Regions from separate parts of the Mus musculus genome. Here region 1 is linked to region 2. The links are chromatin contacts, called in public Hi-C maps. All regions are on one chromosome and are shown on one strand. The core of a region is the stretch at or near the end of the contact, and the rest is flanking DNA. Distances in the headings are between cores, read along the strand shown. Region 1 has its middle 22 kb from the start of Ces1e. Region 2 has its middle 32 kb from the start of Ces1c.

Region 1 (2,895 bases), core at 179-2,678, 88 kb after region 2:
ATAGGTAGTCTGAGTAAATATTCTTTCAACATTACTGAGTAAGCATTTTCAAACACTGACCATATTGTAACCCGTATTTAATTGCTTTATTAATTCATGCACAGTACATCATCTTTCTCCACCTCTTAAATATAAGCCCCATGAGGATAAGAGTCAATGGTTTATTTCCTAATAGATTTCCTAATAGAATCTAAACCAGGCATACTATAGGTTCTCACTTTTTACATGCCCAGTAAAGAACTCCAGAAAGCTGTGACCATTCTCAAATGTCTAATCGCATTCTTGAGAATTTTAGAATAAAGTACAGCTGAATAGAGGATTACCTTGTCTCTTTACTGCTGCTGCACACTACAAATCTCCACCTAAAGAGACCCAGGCCTATCCCTGCAACTTACATAGGGAGATAGAAGGTGACATTCTTTACAAAGCTCCAGGGCTTTGCAGGCTGTGGTAGAGCAAACCTTAGGGATCCAAGAGGGGGCTTGGCAAAAGAAACTCCCAGGAAGATGGCCACAGGCTGTGCAAACCCTTCTAAGCTAACATACTTGTCCAGAGATTTGCCATGGATGGTGGTCACCATGTGTGGTAAGAACAGACACCCTGCTGGTCAAGATAAAATGAAGACATTTGTGAAGGGAAGGTCCAGACCTGGGTTCTGAAAGATCCTGGCAGAATGTAAAAGGACACAGAAGCCCTGAAATTGGCAAGATAGACGTCAGTGTTAGCAGAACTAGCTTCATTGATTTAGAAAAATAGAGGTGCACAATGCTCTGGCCACTCCTTAAACCTGTGTGTCTGCCATTGTTCTGACCAGGTGTGTGCCCATTGCTGCACCTTCATTAGACTCTTTCCTTGTACCCCTCCCATACCCATTTCTTGAGAATAGACATTGTTTAGATCTGGAAATCCCCTAATCTCCCCCTTCTCCTTTCCCCCCTGAGGGCCTATAAAAACTGGGAACTCTTTCCCCTCGAGGTCGACTCCTCTACCCCTGCGTGGGATATGAGTCATCCCCAGAGCTCTGTCTTTCCCCGAATAAAGCCTCATGTGGTTTGCAACAAGCTCGGTCTGTCGTGAGTTCTTGGGTGTCCGCTATTGTCCTGAGGCCTGAGGAAGGGGCTCCTCTCGGAGTCTTTCAGTTCCATGTGGGTTTTGTCACTTCCCAGGCATGTGGCCTTGAACAAGTCATCTCAGTTCTCTAGACATCAGCTTCTTCTCCTGTAAAATAAAGATAAGGAAAACTGTTCTTCCAAACTGGGATGAGAAGGGGTGAACTCCAATTTGAATTGGAGATATAAAAGTATTCAGATTTTTATACATAGTCACAAAAATAATGTTGGGAATAAACAAGGCCTTTGTCTCCTTCCCAGAAGCCTCTGTAAATATTTATCCATTAAGATCCTGAGGTTTTGACCTACATGTTGGGTGAAGCAATTGATGAGAAGTGTACAGTCTCAGGAGGGCTGACCTAGTAGTGCTTCTCAACCTTCCTAATGCTATGACCGTTTAATACAGTTCCTCATGTTGTGGGGACCCCAAACTATCAAATTATTTTATTGCTATTTCATAACTATATTTTTGTTACTGTTATGAATCATAATTCAAATATCTGATATGCAGGATATGTGATATGCAGGATATCTGATATGCTATCTTGTGAAAGGGTTGTTTGACTTCCTGAAATGGTTCAGACCCACAGATTGAGAACCACTGTTGTAAAGAAAGGACCATGGGCATGCTTGATTGACTTTTGAGAAGGAAGTTATAAACCAGGAGAGATATGGAAAGAATACAGAAGTTGGAAGGAATGACGTCTTTTGTTGGTATTACCAAGGAGGACCTCTGACTTACAGCTGAGGGAAGAGTAATAACAGGAGATGAAAAAGGAGCAGAAATCATGAAGAATAAGATTTAAGTGTAAAAGTCTAGAGATAGCATAACACAGGGCCATTCTGGGAAGGGTGAATGGCATGTGAATATTACTAGGTAAAGTCCAAGGGAAGTAGATAAAAATCTTGGGTTATTGGGTGTGTGTCAGGAAGAATACAGGCTGGAGGACAAGTCTTTATTTAGTGGGCAAATAAGTAAGATAAATAGATATGGGATCAATAATCCAATAAGGTTCTACAATATTCTTCTCCTGACTCTGGACTTTGTCATCCAGAGTGCAAGAGACTGGTCATCAGGTGATGGGGTAAACATTGGCTCCATTCTTGCTCAACAGATAGTTCTGCCTCCTCTCCCTGCAGCTTAACCCCTGTCCTCATTCTAGCTGCTGTGAAACTGGAATGAATGGCCTTGAACCACCTTCAGGAGGCAGGAGGCTATCCATACATTAGCTCATGGCTACTATCGGTAAACCCTGTTTGCTCTCAAAAGCACATTTTGGACATGATCTTAATCCCTAATTCTCCAACACTTTGCAGCAAGCTATCTCATCCAAAATACATGGTCAGAAAGGAAAAGACTAATCTAGATTTCTCTACCAGAAAAATTGCCAATGAAACACCCAAGTATAAAAGGGAGTATAACTTCCAAATCTTTTGCATCAATAAACCAATTCCAAACTGCGTACAGTAAGTCTGATCCTGTTATTGATGTTTAATGAACAATAGGAAAATCAAGGAGGCTTTATGGAAGTTATGCATAGATAGACTCCAATTACACATATTTTCACATGATTTTTTTTTTAACTTCAAGATCATGAGTTTACCACTGGAGTAACCTCATAGTAATTTGGGGAGCATTTTTATAGCAAGAATAGCTAATAACACTATAACTGTGGAAAGTCACATGATAAAGCCTTGTTCATCTTTTTTTAGTAATTAAGGGCAAACTTCATGCCTGCTCTTTTGCTTTTACCTTACCATTCTCACTGGGATAGCTTTCTTGAAA
Region 2 (2,809 bases), core at 183-2,682:
CACTTCCTTTACCTTTCTGACTCCCCTTTTCCTGGCCCCAACATGGTTTATACAGAGCTCAACCAAAATGTAAGAAGCCATACATGACACACTCTATTGTCAGCTAGAACATAACTGTAGAGTCATGGCTCCTCCTACCCAGGACTACCAACAGGCAGAACATATTATACTAACCAGGGCACTGACCCTACCCTAAGGATCATTCCTGGTTATTGTCACTTATGTGAACACCTCTTCCTGGTGTAAGAGATCCTATAGACATAGTAATAGATCCCAAATTTGCTGGGTTTGCAGTTGCTTACTGTTGAACACTACAACCAAATGAAGGGGATCTAGGTTGGTCAACATATGGTTACTGACCTTATCATTCCTCATTACTAACTCCTGTGAAGCCTTATTGGGGGTGAAAGAGGCAAATGCTAGCTGCCCAGAGACATCTCTGGACATCCTTTTTAAGCAGGCCAAAGGGGTCCAGAAGCCTCTTTTTAACCTGGAAGATTACTTTGTTGAGATTGCCTCTGGAAAAAGCATCTCTCTGGGCCTTCTGTAGAATTTCTGCTTCCATGGGGTTGTACTTGATATGACTGAGTCTATGTTGAGGAGCTGGTATAATATGCCTGGTTATGATCTTTCACCATGTCTGCTGGATTAAAACACTGACTTGGTTTTCCTGATTAGAATTAGGTTAGGTTGTCTAGCATCTACCTGGCTCCATTCCCCAAATCCTACAACGATAGCATCCTCCAGCCATTCTTGAAGGCAATTATCAGAGGCTATATGTACCTGTAATAATTTTATTGTTCATCATCACAATCATTAATACTGAACCAAGTGGAGCCAGCATGGTGAATTTCACAGGGTGATTTTTTTTTTCTTATAAGAATTCCTACCCTGGTTCATATATTCATAGATGAATCAAATTTTCATAAAAGAATCTACAAATCTGTATGGACATCAGGATGGTAATTGTACCTTGACAATCATTTGATAGGAGTCACAGAGTGAGAAGGAATAACTGCTGCAGACTGGACTCAGTTGGCCCCTCAACCTGGGACAAATGTGGAGCATTCATGCTATAGGATGCCACGGCTCCAGGAGACTAAGTTTCTCTGAAACATTTTGATTCAGGACCGCATCCAAGGTTTTGGGCCAGCCACACACCTTTTACTAGAGTGGATGTGGCAAATAACAAGAGCTCCTTCCTAGAATTTTATGTTTAAAAAAGGGGGGTGAGTGGTGAGTGGGCATTTATTGAACATGCCCTTTTGTACCTCAAAGTTCATGAATCACTATTTGTTGAACTCTGTCCATTTGAAAAGGTTGCTGATCTCTTGTTTGAAAATTGTACCAATCCATTGAAACTGAGCCCAGTCCACCCATGAGCAGAGATCTCAAGATCTTGTCCTTCAATGGCTGGTGTTGCTCAAAGGGCATGGTATTTCCATGGGTTACCATGCACATGGGATTTGCAGTCCATGTGGACACTGGATCCTCCCAGGATGATCTTGGATGACTCCACTGCCTTGGATGTAGTCTTTTCTTCTTCCTGCCAGATAATCGTGTTGTCCACTCATCAGTTAAAGTCCTTGACTAGTCCTTTTGACATGGCCACAGAGGGGTCAGCATGAGCAACAGTCTTGGCAATGTTGGACTTGCTGGTGGTGGCTGTTCCATAATGTATACACAGGTGGTGTTTCTTCTTCTGGAGCCCTACTGACACCATCCTACCAAGATGCTGGGCTGTAGCCACTCAGCTAGAAGAGTCCAGTGAAGATCCCCTCACTTGTCATTTTAGACCCATATCATGACTAACCACTAATATTTAATCTGATTTGATATCAATGACAGCATTACAAATGATGTTGTTCTAGTATTCCCCTGCCTTCTAGATGCTCTAAGTTGTTTTCAGGACATACAGCCTGCCCTGCTCTCCTTTCCCTAGGAGCAAATCATTTATCCCTTAATGATTTGCTCACTTGTTCACTTGGACTGGCCCCATGAGAGTGGATAATGAAAATGTGGTATATATACACATTGTATATATGGACTGTTCTTCATTTTTGAGAATAAAATTTTGTGTTTACAAAAAGATAGATAAATGGAACTGGAGAACAACAAATGAAGCTAAATAAGGCAGATGCAGAAAGACAATGATCAAAGGTTGAAACATCGTTTATGGTTGGCTTGAGCTTTCAGTACCCATCTTTGAACCATCACACTGTAACTTCACACTACAATATAAGCTACATAAAATTTGAAATAAAATAGCACACTTTAATTCTGCCTCACACCTTTGAAATTGCTTTTTCTTGCTTTCTTGACTCCAGAGAGTTCTCCCACACTGGCACACCCATTAGCTGACTTCTGTTAGTTGATACAGGACATCTACTGACTCAATGCTAATGAGGAGTGGGTTACGTAGTCATTGTCCTGTCTTAATCTTAGAACCCTGGGTGGGTAAGATGAAGTCTTTTCGCTGACCCTGTTTCTCAGCAGCAATAATGATGACTTAGGTCCAGTACTATTTGTTCTATTCATGCAATGGGTTACAGAACTTTACAACTTTTTCCTTTGGCTGCAATAAGCCTTCATCTGGTATCTAAAGATTCCCCCATGTGGGCAGAGTATAGTTCCCTTATGGAAATGGAGTAGTGGTGTGCTTTATGCATTCCTAGAGAAAAATTTATCCCAGTATTGCAACATGTCCACAGACTTATTCATAAGCACCTGGAGGACATCTACAGAGGAGTCTGGAATGGGTGTAAGCCTCTTCTTGGGTCTGTGGTTCTCAATTAATTTTGTATTTTTA

Evidence for each region. Hi-C and Micro-C count contacts between places; a contact is called where the count stands out from the background.
Region 1: a contact with region 2 is called in a Hi-C map of liver, with 2.6 times the contacts expected there. The contact joins two enhancer-like sites. A contact is called at or near these places in 1 of 484 Hi-C or Micro-C datasets (liver), 1 of 115 datasets of contacts at active chromatin or transcription factors (embryonic stem cells) and 3 of 9 other capture datasets (adipose tissue, liver and pancreatic islet).

Annotation. Positions count from the first base shown.
Region 1 is chr8:93,250,528-93,253,422 of GRCm38.p6, forward strand. No RefSeq gene overlaps it. Among named protein-coding and RNA genes, the nearest start is that of Ces1e, 22 kb to the left of the region's middle. Within about 2 kb of position 1,429, at least 4 of the 459 cell types and tissues checked have an H3K27ac peak or open chromatin away from gene starts, as enhancers often do. A contact at or near this core is called in liver, where this site is marked.
Region 2 is chr8:93,162,264-93,165,072 of GRCm38.p6, forward strand. No RefSeq gene overlaps it. Among named protein-coding and RNA genes, the nearest start is that of Ces1c, 32 kb to the left of the region's middle. Within about 2 kb of position 1,433, at least 2 of the 459 cell types and tissues checked have an H3K27ac peak or open chromatin away from gene starts, as enhancers often do. A contact at or near this core is called in liver, where this site is marked.